Regions from separate parts of the Danio rerio genome. Here regions 1 and 2 are each linked to region 3. A link is a contact called in public Hi-C data. All regions are on one chromosome and are shown on one strand. Each heading gives the region's core, a stretch centred on a gene start, on an enhancer-like site or on the middle of the called end of the contact. The rest is flanking DNA. Distances are from core to core; before and after follow the strand shown. Region 1 holds the start of zgc:103692. Region 2 holds the start of si:dkey-34e4.1. Region 3 overlaps garnl3 (GTPase activating Rap/RanGAP domain like 3).

Region 1 (3,111 bases), core at 184-2,683, 150 kb before region 3:
AAGGAGGTCCCGCTGTCTTTCTTCTTATTCCTCTGCTCAGCTAGCAGCTTTGCTTTGGCTTCTTCTGTGTTGATGATATTCTTTATCTTTGCGCTGAGAAGAAAGAGAGAAAAGAGGCTTTTAGGTTGACATCAATCATTTGTTTGTTCTGAGCCACCAGTCTAGAGAAAACAATAACTGATGTCCATGAATTAGCTTGTGTCTTTACTCACTCAATCCCCAGATCCACCTCTGGAATTCCGCTCAGCATCTGATTGGACAACATCTCTTCTGTCTTTTTGGCAGAGCTGACGTTGATGTTCTCTGGAAGCTCATACAGGAGGTCCTCTGGATTCTTCACCTTTACCTTCTGCTCCTCTGCCTCCACCATGCCTTTCTTTTTCTTTAACTCTGTCTCAATGTACTTCATCCTGCGTGAAATGAGATGCATGATGGGAGAGGCTTTAAACATAGTGACAAAACCAGCAATGCAGAGAGTATGTGATGTAGAAGCATGCACTTACATGTCAGCATCTTCATCTCTTCTGTTTGTCTCGGCAGAAAAGGATGTACCAAGATTGAGGTCATTTTCATCCACTGTCCTGTAACAAAAGAGGAAGTGTCAAGATGCAAATATAGAGACATCTTGAAATGAAAAGCTAACATGTTTACTTAATTCTTACATGTCTCTGCTTCTGTCTTTCACTTTCTTCATGTCAACAACACCTCCAGTCTTCAGTTTAAATGGGTCATCCTATGACATAAACATGGAGGGACAAAATGTCAAACCTCTATTAGCTCATAGAGAAGAACAAAGTTACACTGCAAGGCTTGTATTGTAGTGCAAAATGTAGTTTGATTAAAATAATAAAACACCTCAAGCTCAGCCTCTAAAGGAAGCTTCTCTCCAACAAGTAACGTTGCAATGCTGGACAAACAGAATGGAAAATAGCATTTATTATTCTCACTTTAATTACACAATGAAAAGAAAGAAAAATGTAAACACCACCAACAGTAACAACCACAAAGCAGCTCATGACCAACCTCACTCCATGCTGCCTTTTTCGCAGACTCTGTAGCTCCTTGGCTTCATCCAGTTTTGACCTGGGTAAACATATAATAAAAGTAACATCTTTAAATAGTTTTTCACATTCAATAGGTTTCTGTCCTCTCTGAATGCATGTACAAACTAAACAAGTCAGCTGCATTAATCTTTTCTGCTCGTTTTACCAAGCGGTTTACAACAGCTGTGTTTACTTTGTTTGGCCTGAATGTGTTGAATATATCTACCTGACTACGAATTTTGTTTCATCATCTTCCTCGTCGGATGAATCCTCTTTCCTTCTTCTAAAATTTTTACCTGGTGGCATGACTTGTTTTTAAAACTCGTCGAATTATTTACTGATAAGCGTTACGTTACCCCTCGTCCGTCTGTACGCAACGGTGGCGGTCTATGTTTAGTGACGGACCTCATTCTCTAGAAACTTCCGCTCGCTGGCATCACATTTGTCGTCTTAACAGTTGATCTCAGATCAGCTTGCCTGTTTTTTGTACAGCCGTTGAACGGCGAAAAGCGGAATGATGAGACTGGTTCTAGATCAGCTGCTTCTATGACACGATACAGAAAAACAAAACAAAAACGGCGTAAATTTAATAATAAACACTCTATACGATAAATGAACGTGTAAAACAAGCAGTATGTGTATTTTATAATCGAAGTAAATAAAAAATTATTTGATCATGCTAAAGAACGAAATGCGCTCATTGGCTGTGGTCAAAGCCGTGACGCACGCTTCTGCTGTATTCAGTATGGATGCTGCTTAGTAGTAACGTTACACTGCTTCCCACCACTGTTACAAACACCTCCGATTGGCCTAAAATGACTATCTATGAGCGATATTTTTGTTTCTGTATGACAGGTAAATATCTGTTTCTGTCTTTCCTTTTGCTAAATCGGACTGTCACTGTTGTTTGATATGATAACATCATGTCGACTCAGCGTATGAATAGTGTCTTGCAGACCGAGTGGAAATATGGCCTGTTTATTCTGCAAGATCGTGATGTTAAACAGCTTTTAGGTGGTTCACCGTGACGTATTTGAGGACTGCTGTGTGTTTATGAACATAATAAACACCGAAGACGAAGAGGAAAAACTATTTGTTTTGTTTTAGATATTATGTTTTAATTCAGATGAATTGTTTGCATTACATTCATATTAACGCGATTGTTTTCTGCGTCGTTTCGGACTTCAGTTGAAGTTAGTTTTCTAGTGAAAATTTGATTCATAGAATCATGTTTTTTTATATCAATTATTGTATATTTCCCTTGCTGTAATGGAGGTGTTGGTACGGGACGAATGTTTTTTTTTCCCATCAACTGACTAGGCGAATGAAACAGCAATTTTGGCCTCTTAACAGTTCTAGGCAGAAACATAACACACATTGAGCAGATATGCTAGATAGATACCATCCTCAATACTCTATAAATATTTTTAAATTTTTATACTTATAAAAAAAATATTATATAATATGGTATATATTTCCGTTAATATCTATTCAATGAGGGCAGATTTTTATTTATAATTCTCACTGGTAATGAGAGTGTAAGGTTCTTATGGGGACAGTTTATCAAATAATTTTGTCATCATTTCATATTAATGAAAGTTTATGGTTTCTGACTTTTTGATTTTTGTTAATTTTGGAGAAAGATTTTTAAAAATCAATGTTATTTACTGTATTGGTGCTGCGCAGTCTCAGAGCTGTACCAGACATTCTTAAAGGGTTTGTTTACCCCAGAAATAAAATAAAAAGAAAGGATTATTATTCAACCTCATGTTGTTCCAAACTCCACAAGACCTTTATTCATTTTCAGAATACAAAGTAAGATATTTTAGATCAGGGCTGCACAATATATTGCTTCAGCATCGATATCATGATCAGTATTACACAATAGTCACATAGCAGGATCTATGCTATGTTGAGTTTGTTTTTGATGCCTGTGATTGTATAATGATTTTAAAAGCATTCAGGTATAAGAAATTGTACAACTTGTGACCTTAACTACTTTAGTTTTTATCATTCAGTTACTGCACTTAAATATTTTTAGACTCAAAAAACGATAAAATACTTTATT
Region 2 (3,204 bases), core at 345-2,844, 160 kb after region 3:
ATACATTTTTGTTGTGGTCTGTGTTATTTGCAATGTGTTTCTGTATTTGAATGTGTTTTGAGAATTTTCATGCATGTGTTTAGTCAAAGATTGATGATTTAATGTTTATTATTTGCATCTCCATAAAATCTAATAAATAGTCTATAAACTTTTTGGGGTCCCCCGACACATTCCAATTGTGGTCTGTGCTATTTGTAGCGCATTTTTGTATTTGCATGTGTTGTGAGTATTTTTATGCATAACAGTCTATAAATGCAATAAAAAAAAACTGAAACTGAAATAAAGTGTTTTATCATTTCCTGAGTCTAACCGTATACAAGTGCAGTAACTGAATGATAAAAATATAAATAATTCAATAAAATGAATCATTGTTAAAGTCACAAATGGTAAATTTTTTACACGTGAATGGTTTTAAAATCACTATACAATCACAGGCATCAAAAACACATGCAAATTCATGTGTTTGCATTTGCATTCAAATAAAATATCAGATTGCGATATTGATGTTGAAATGATTTATTGTGCAGCCCTATTGATTTCCATGTATTTCTTTTTGTTTTGATTATCAACATTTTTCAAAACATGTTATATTATGCAACAGACAAAATAAGCTTTGAGTAAATGACAAATAAATCTTAATTTTGGGGTGATTGACTCAATTGGTTATTTGATATTACTGTATTGAAAATAGGTTAAATTTTTGCCCAACTCATAATCAGCAATCAGGATGGTTGTAAACATGTAAAACACACAAAAAGCATGCCATGTCTTCTAATAATATTAGTTAACTCAATTATATATATATATATATATATATATATATATATATATATATATATATATATATATATATATATATATATATATATATTTAATCTCATTATGAAAAGTAAAGAAACTAATATTGTTATAATATTGATATATATTGATATATATATATATATATATATATATATATATATATATTGAAGTATAAAGCTTACATATAAAAATATGAAAGCAACATAAATTTTATATTTTTAAAAACTTATGAGTTTTAAAAGGTTATGCAATACATTTCTTCCTCTCTGTTTTTCAAATTTGTCATTGATCCTAATGTCTATGTCGGTGGTTTTAGTGCAGCCTGGTGTCTGATGTCATTGCTGCTTCCCAAAACATGATCCTGACTTGTTCTCTGATGTGTAAATCACCTCAGCTACACAGTCAATGACCCATTTCACTTGCATACAAATGACTGCACAAAAGTATCGGTTGGCAGAATAATCAGCAAAAATGACAATAGTGACGTTTACAGAAAAAGAGCCTGTTTCACCTTGGCTTGGAAGTGTATTCCGTGTTGATACGCTTCCTCGTTGTGAAGCGGGACCCGCGAATCCGCCACATCGTCCACCAGGTTGTACCTGTTTCTCCCGTGCATTTTCATTGGGACCCGTCCGGATGCTCGGCGAGGAATTTCTTCTCCAGCACCCCAAGCTTCAAAACTACTGCCAACTAAGAAGATTGCTCTAGTTTAACCAGCCGAAAACAAGTCGCGGATACAAGAGCGACTGAAAGCGAGGGAGCCCATTATAGTAGCAGCCCGGGAAAAGCTCAATGAAATCACAGGCGCTTCAGCACAAAAGAAATGGGTTGGGCGCCTCTTTCCCCCTCTCAGCCCTCAGACATCAGCTGCGTTTATACAAGTCTGGCTTCCACTCAAGTTGCTCAAGTGCCTCAGCGAGGAGAAGTTTATTAAAAGAGGAGCTATGGCGGAATTCTTCACTTCTCGTGTCCTGATGACATGCTTTATTTGCGTTGCTCTCTTCAACCTCTGATGCAATTCTTATGGAGCAAAGTTCCGTGTGCTTTAGGAACAACCGACAAATCTTTCAAACACTACATTTAGCATAATAAAAGCTGCACCACTTCCTTATAGAGTCCCAATTAATTACATGGGACGCAACCTGTTCTTCTGTGTAGACTAGGCCTATAATATATGGATTATAAATTGAAAATATAGCCTAAATCAGGGGTGCCCATATTTTTCGTATGAAGTGCTAAAAAACATACCATTGAGAGCTGTGGGCCGAAGGTAAATATACCAAACTTTATTACAATAAAGTTGCTATATTTCCTAATCTATTTAATTATCAAAATAAATAGAAACATTACTTTAAACCATAACTACTGCAGTATAACTTTCCTAAAATTATAACTCAACGCAATAAAAACATAAACAATCACATTTATTACACAGTGAAGTTATATGCTGAATACAATAAACATCATAGCTTACCATAGGTTAACCATAAACTTTGGCCCTCGGGCCCTATATTTGAGCATCGCTGGCCTAAATGTATCATTTTAAATGATTCACAAAATAATTTTACAAAAAAGTTTTTTTTGACAACCTATGTGATAACAAGCCCCCAGTTACATGCCAAATGAGGTTTTAACTGAACGTTTGCTGATCTGCTGACGCACTCCTCAAACATGCACCTAGAGTTATCTCTCCCTATTCATCTGTGGAGTTGAGTCTGTATTCAAGTCACTGTATACTGCACAAAATTACAGGGAGTGTTGTGATAGCAGAGCTTTTCTATTTTGACACAAGTGCTCCCTCTGCTGCATCACAGGGGCATTGAGGGCACATTAATATATATATATATATATATATATATATATATATATATATATATATATATATATATATATATATATATATATATAATAATTTAACTACGGGCACTTCTACTTTCTTTGATCATTTATCCAAAATATACATAATTTTGTTCAAATTTCCCTTTCATTGTCAAACTAACAATAAAACCTACTTAAAAAATGTATACCTATTATATATTTTTTTCATATTATTCAACCTCCTTTTAGGTGTCAAAATCACTGTTTTCACTTCCCAGAGTTTTAAACTTTAACAATGAAAATAGCATTTTAAAATATTATTTATCTGGTAGCTATTAATGTATCTTAATTAAGCACTGTAAAATAATTTAAATATTTTATAGTTATTAATGTGAGACTATTATCAAGTGAGACTATTATCAATATTATTTTTTATGCAAGATATAGCTGTGGCACAGTATCAGTGTCATTTCCACCACAACACTGTAATGTTGTTTTAAAAAGTTTGTGTGAAAGATTATTTAGGTGGTTTCTATGAAAACAAATTGTGCCATCTGAGAACATGATTAAGATAGAGGAAATTAT
Region 3 (3,149 bases), core at 346-2,845:
CGGTTTCCCCGCCCACCAAATTGATTGACTGCTGCATATTTACATGTCTCCTTGTAATGTGTATAATCATATCAACAAGACAGGACGTGCACAAAGCAACTGGGATTAAAATATCTGTTCAGCTCTCTGTAATCATCATCAAATGTGATGAGGAATGAGTTTTACAAGTTTAAAATGTTTTTAAAACAGTGCATGTTTGTCATGAATTACAGCAATTTACTTTAGCTTTACTTCATCACCACAGCCGTGTGTCATAACAATTATAAAAAAAGATGCTTCAATCACAGTTTGTTGACGTTAAATCAGGGTTATTTTGTACATTCACATAACAGATACCCATACAGCAGTGGATATTAACCTGTATCCTGTCACATTTGCCATGCAAAAACTGCAAAGTTAAACGTGTGTGCTGTGTGTTTGTGTTTGTCCACCATCTGTGTGTGTGCATGTATTTAGTAACGACATTGTGTGTGACTCATCGTTGCAGAAAGGCTTGAAGTATCACCACAACAAATACATCAAATAATCATTGGGAACGTTCTTACTGCAGTATTTCTCACAAACGTTACGTGAGATCTGCTTCCTTCATGTCTGTCACTGTGCCGTTTATCTAACACAGCCGAGGTGGAGATTGAGGCACGCTCTGACAGGCACATGGGAACGGTGGGCGGGGAGAACTAGCATTAAATGCACAGGCAACAAAAACAGCTACATTGCGTTCAGAGCAGAAAATTCCAATATTCTGGAGGCTACACTAAATAATCTGATGGGTGTTTTGAGCTAAAACTTTACAAACACATTCCAGAGACACAGAAGTCTTATCTTAAATCTTGAAAAAGGTAAAATAGGTGCCCTTTAAATTGGAAAATCTTTTTTTATTTAAATGCACCGAAATATATTACCTATATTCACAGAATATAACTGCTACATAGCATTTCTGATAAGTTTTGCTCGTTTATGTAGTTATTTTATTGTACATTAATTATTGCAATGTAAATATTTATATTTTTCTTCATTAAATCTTGTATATGTGAAGTTCCATTCCTAAAACTGCATATAACAAAATATTGAATATTTCAGTAAGCAAAGCTCTGAATGCATCTACAGTATAACTACATTAATCACTTACTGACAAAATATCAAAACATGCTCCTGTATAAATGATCAACTTGAAAAAATGGCCACCAGGTGGTGCAAGCTGTGTAAGCCATCTAAATGTATACACGCAAAACATGTGGAAAACATTTCCTTTACCTCTGTTAACAGTGAAAAAATAGTAAACTGCTTTTGCCAACATCTACCACTGTTAGTGGGCATTTCCCCAGTGATCCAGTGACTGTACTTCGTGCTAACTGTGATCAGTGAAAACTCCATGCTAACCATTTCAAAGATCCTTTGCCATCCTAAAACAAATCTAAGTGACCCACACTGCCAGATTTACTCTACACACACCCAGTGTGAATGCCCTTGTGGTGGAGATTTAACCACTAGTATTTTAAACCGTGGTCCAGCCAAAGGCAAAACTCCAAAAAGCTCCATCCATCCTACGCTGGGTGCGTTCCAGGGTAGCTAAAATGGGAAAAGAGTCTTTCCTAGTGAGGCTTCCTAGAGCGAAAAGCACTAATGTGTAGGTATGTGTCTTTAAACTTTAAATGGAAGCATATGTGGGCGCGGAATGAAAGTTTACATAGGGCTGTAATCAGAGCGGGACTCTTTCTTTTATTCTTTCGCTAGATTTCCGTCTATTTTTCTCTGCAAATGACGAGGTTGTGCTGGAGCTCATGCAGACGGCACAGCTGAGAGTGATTAGCGTTAGCTCTAGAGCTAGTATTATCAGATTGGTACAAACTGCAGGGCCGCCTGCTCTGAAGCAAAAGATTGAGCAGGAATGGCTGAAAATAGCAAGCACTAGAAATGTTCATTCTTCTTGCTAATAGTTTGTTCTCAGGCACAATCCAAATGAATCAAACGACATGCAGGAGATACTATGCAGGCACATGCTCAGGTTACTAGGGTTCAGCTGATCCCTGTACACACATTCACACGCTTTCAAGAACATAAACTGTGTGACTCAAGTGTCATCTCCACCCTGACACTTGAAATGTGACATGAACTTTCTCACTTTCATATCTGTGTGCATTACTCTCTCTGTTTGTATAGACCAGTGGTTCTCAAAGTGGGGGTCGGGGCCCCAAGAGGGGTCACAGGACAATGAAGGGGGGGTCTTCTGGTGATTTCCAAAAATCTATTTATTTTTATTAAACCAGAAGAATTTTTATATTTTATCCATAGTCTATTGAAAAGAAAACAATAGTCATTTATAGTCACTATATACTACTGGATATAGTTACTATATTAGCTTATAGTTACTAGTTCTATTGGATTGCGACCCCTGGGGTATTTACATTATATTAAAAACACAGCAATAATGTCAGATGCAGCAGATTGATTTTATAACACCGGGTTAAACTTGCTGGCACATTTACAGCACTGACATACAATGAAAAAAAATTCAACGAAGAACAGACTTGGGACTAATGGTGTGTGTGCGCGCAATCGCATGCAAGGTTTCTGTATTTATATCCACCTCAGAAGATATTGGGGGTCGCGAGTTACTGGCATTGTTTTTTTGGGGGTCGCGGGCTAAAAGTTTGGGAACCCCTGGTATAGACTACGGGGTGCAGGCTTGTGTTGGGTAACTTGTTTAGTTTTAATTTTAGGTTCAGAATTAGGGCAGGGCGATTTGGCCTAAAATCAAAATCTATATTAATTGTCGATTTTAACTTAATTACAATTTATGAGCGATTGTTTTATTTATTTATTTACATTTTTTGGCCTCATAGTTCACTGACATGTGAGATTTTTGAATGCACCCATTACTTGATTTTAAAATAATTGAAGGAACCACACACTATCCACTATCTATGATTATTTATTGAACATCAACGTTGAACAACTGGAATGAAAACACTTTTACAAAACCTGAAACAGTCACAAATAAATAACTTGCACTTTTGGAAACAAAATTAACTATATTCAACGTTTTTCATAATAAAAGTAGAAAATAAGCAGTATCTCTTCTAAATAAAAGAAAAAAAAAAGCCATCTGAAAGCATCTCTGGTGCAGCTTACAGTCGTATTCAATGTAG

What was found. Hi-C and Micro-C count contacts between places; a contact is called where the count stands out from the background.
Region 1: a Hi-C map of fibroblasts shows a contact between it and region 3, with 4 times the contacts expected there. The contact joins the promoter of zgc:103692 here to the enhancer-like site in region 3. A contact is called at or near these places in 2 of 18 Hi-C or Micro-C datasets (fibroblasts and an unstated tissue) and 1 of 4 datasets of contacts at active chromatin or transcription factors (caudal fin).
Region 2: a Hi-C map of an unstated tissue shows a contact between it and region 3, with 4 times the contacts expected there. The contact joins the promoter of si:dkey-34e4.1 here to the enhancer-like site in region 3. A contact is called at or near these places in 1 of 18 Hi-C or Micro-C datasets (an unstated tissue) and 1 of 4 datasets of contacts at active chromatin or transcription factors (embryo).

What each region holds. Positions count from the first base shown.
Region 1 is chr5:33,918,378-33,921,488 of GRCz12tu, forward strand. zgc:103692 reads right to left here and starts at 1,434. Exons shown (of 9, transcript NM_001005945.1): 1 at 1,270-1,434; 2 at 1,024-1,083; 3 at 856-907; 4 at 663-733; 5 at 504-581; 6 at 213-410; 7 at 1-93. The coding sequence starts at 1,349. It also overlaps a transcript of usp20 not described here.
Region 2 is chr5:34,227,290-34,230,493 of GRCz12tu, forward strand. si:dkey-34e4.1 reads right to left here and starts at 1,595. Exons shown (of 12, transcript XR_012406925.1): 1 at 1,313-1,595.
Region 3 is chr5:34,069,221-34,072,369 of GRCz12tu, forward strand. The region is part of intron 1 of garnl3 (GTPase activating Rap/RanGAP domain like 3); the gene reads right to left. All of the region lies in intron 2 of LOC141385840 (membrane-spanning 4-domains subfamily A member 4A-like), which reads left to right. Among named protein-coding and RNA genes, the nearest start is that of garnl3, 12 kb to the right of the region's middle. Within about 2 kb of position 1,596, at least 6 of the 62 cell types and tissues checked have an H3K27ac peak or open chromatin away from gene starts, as enhancers often do.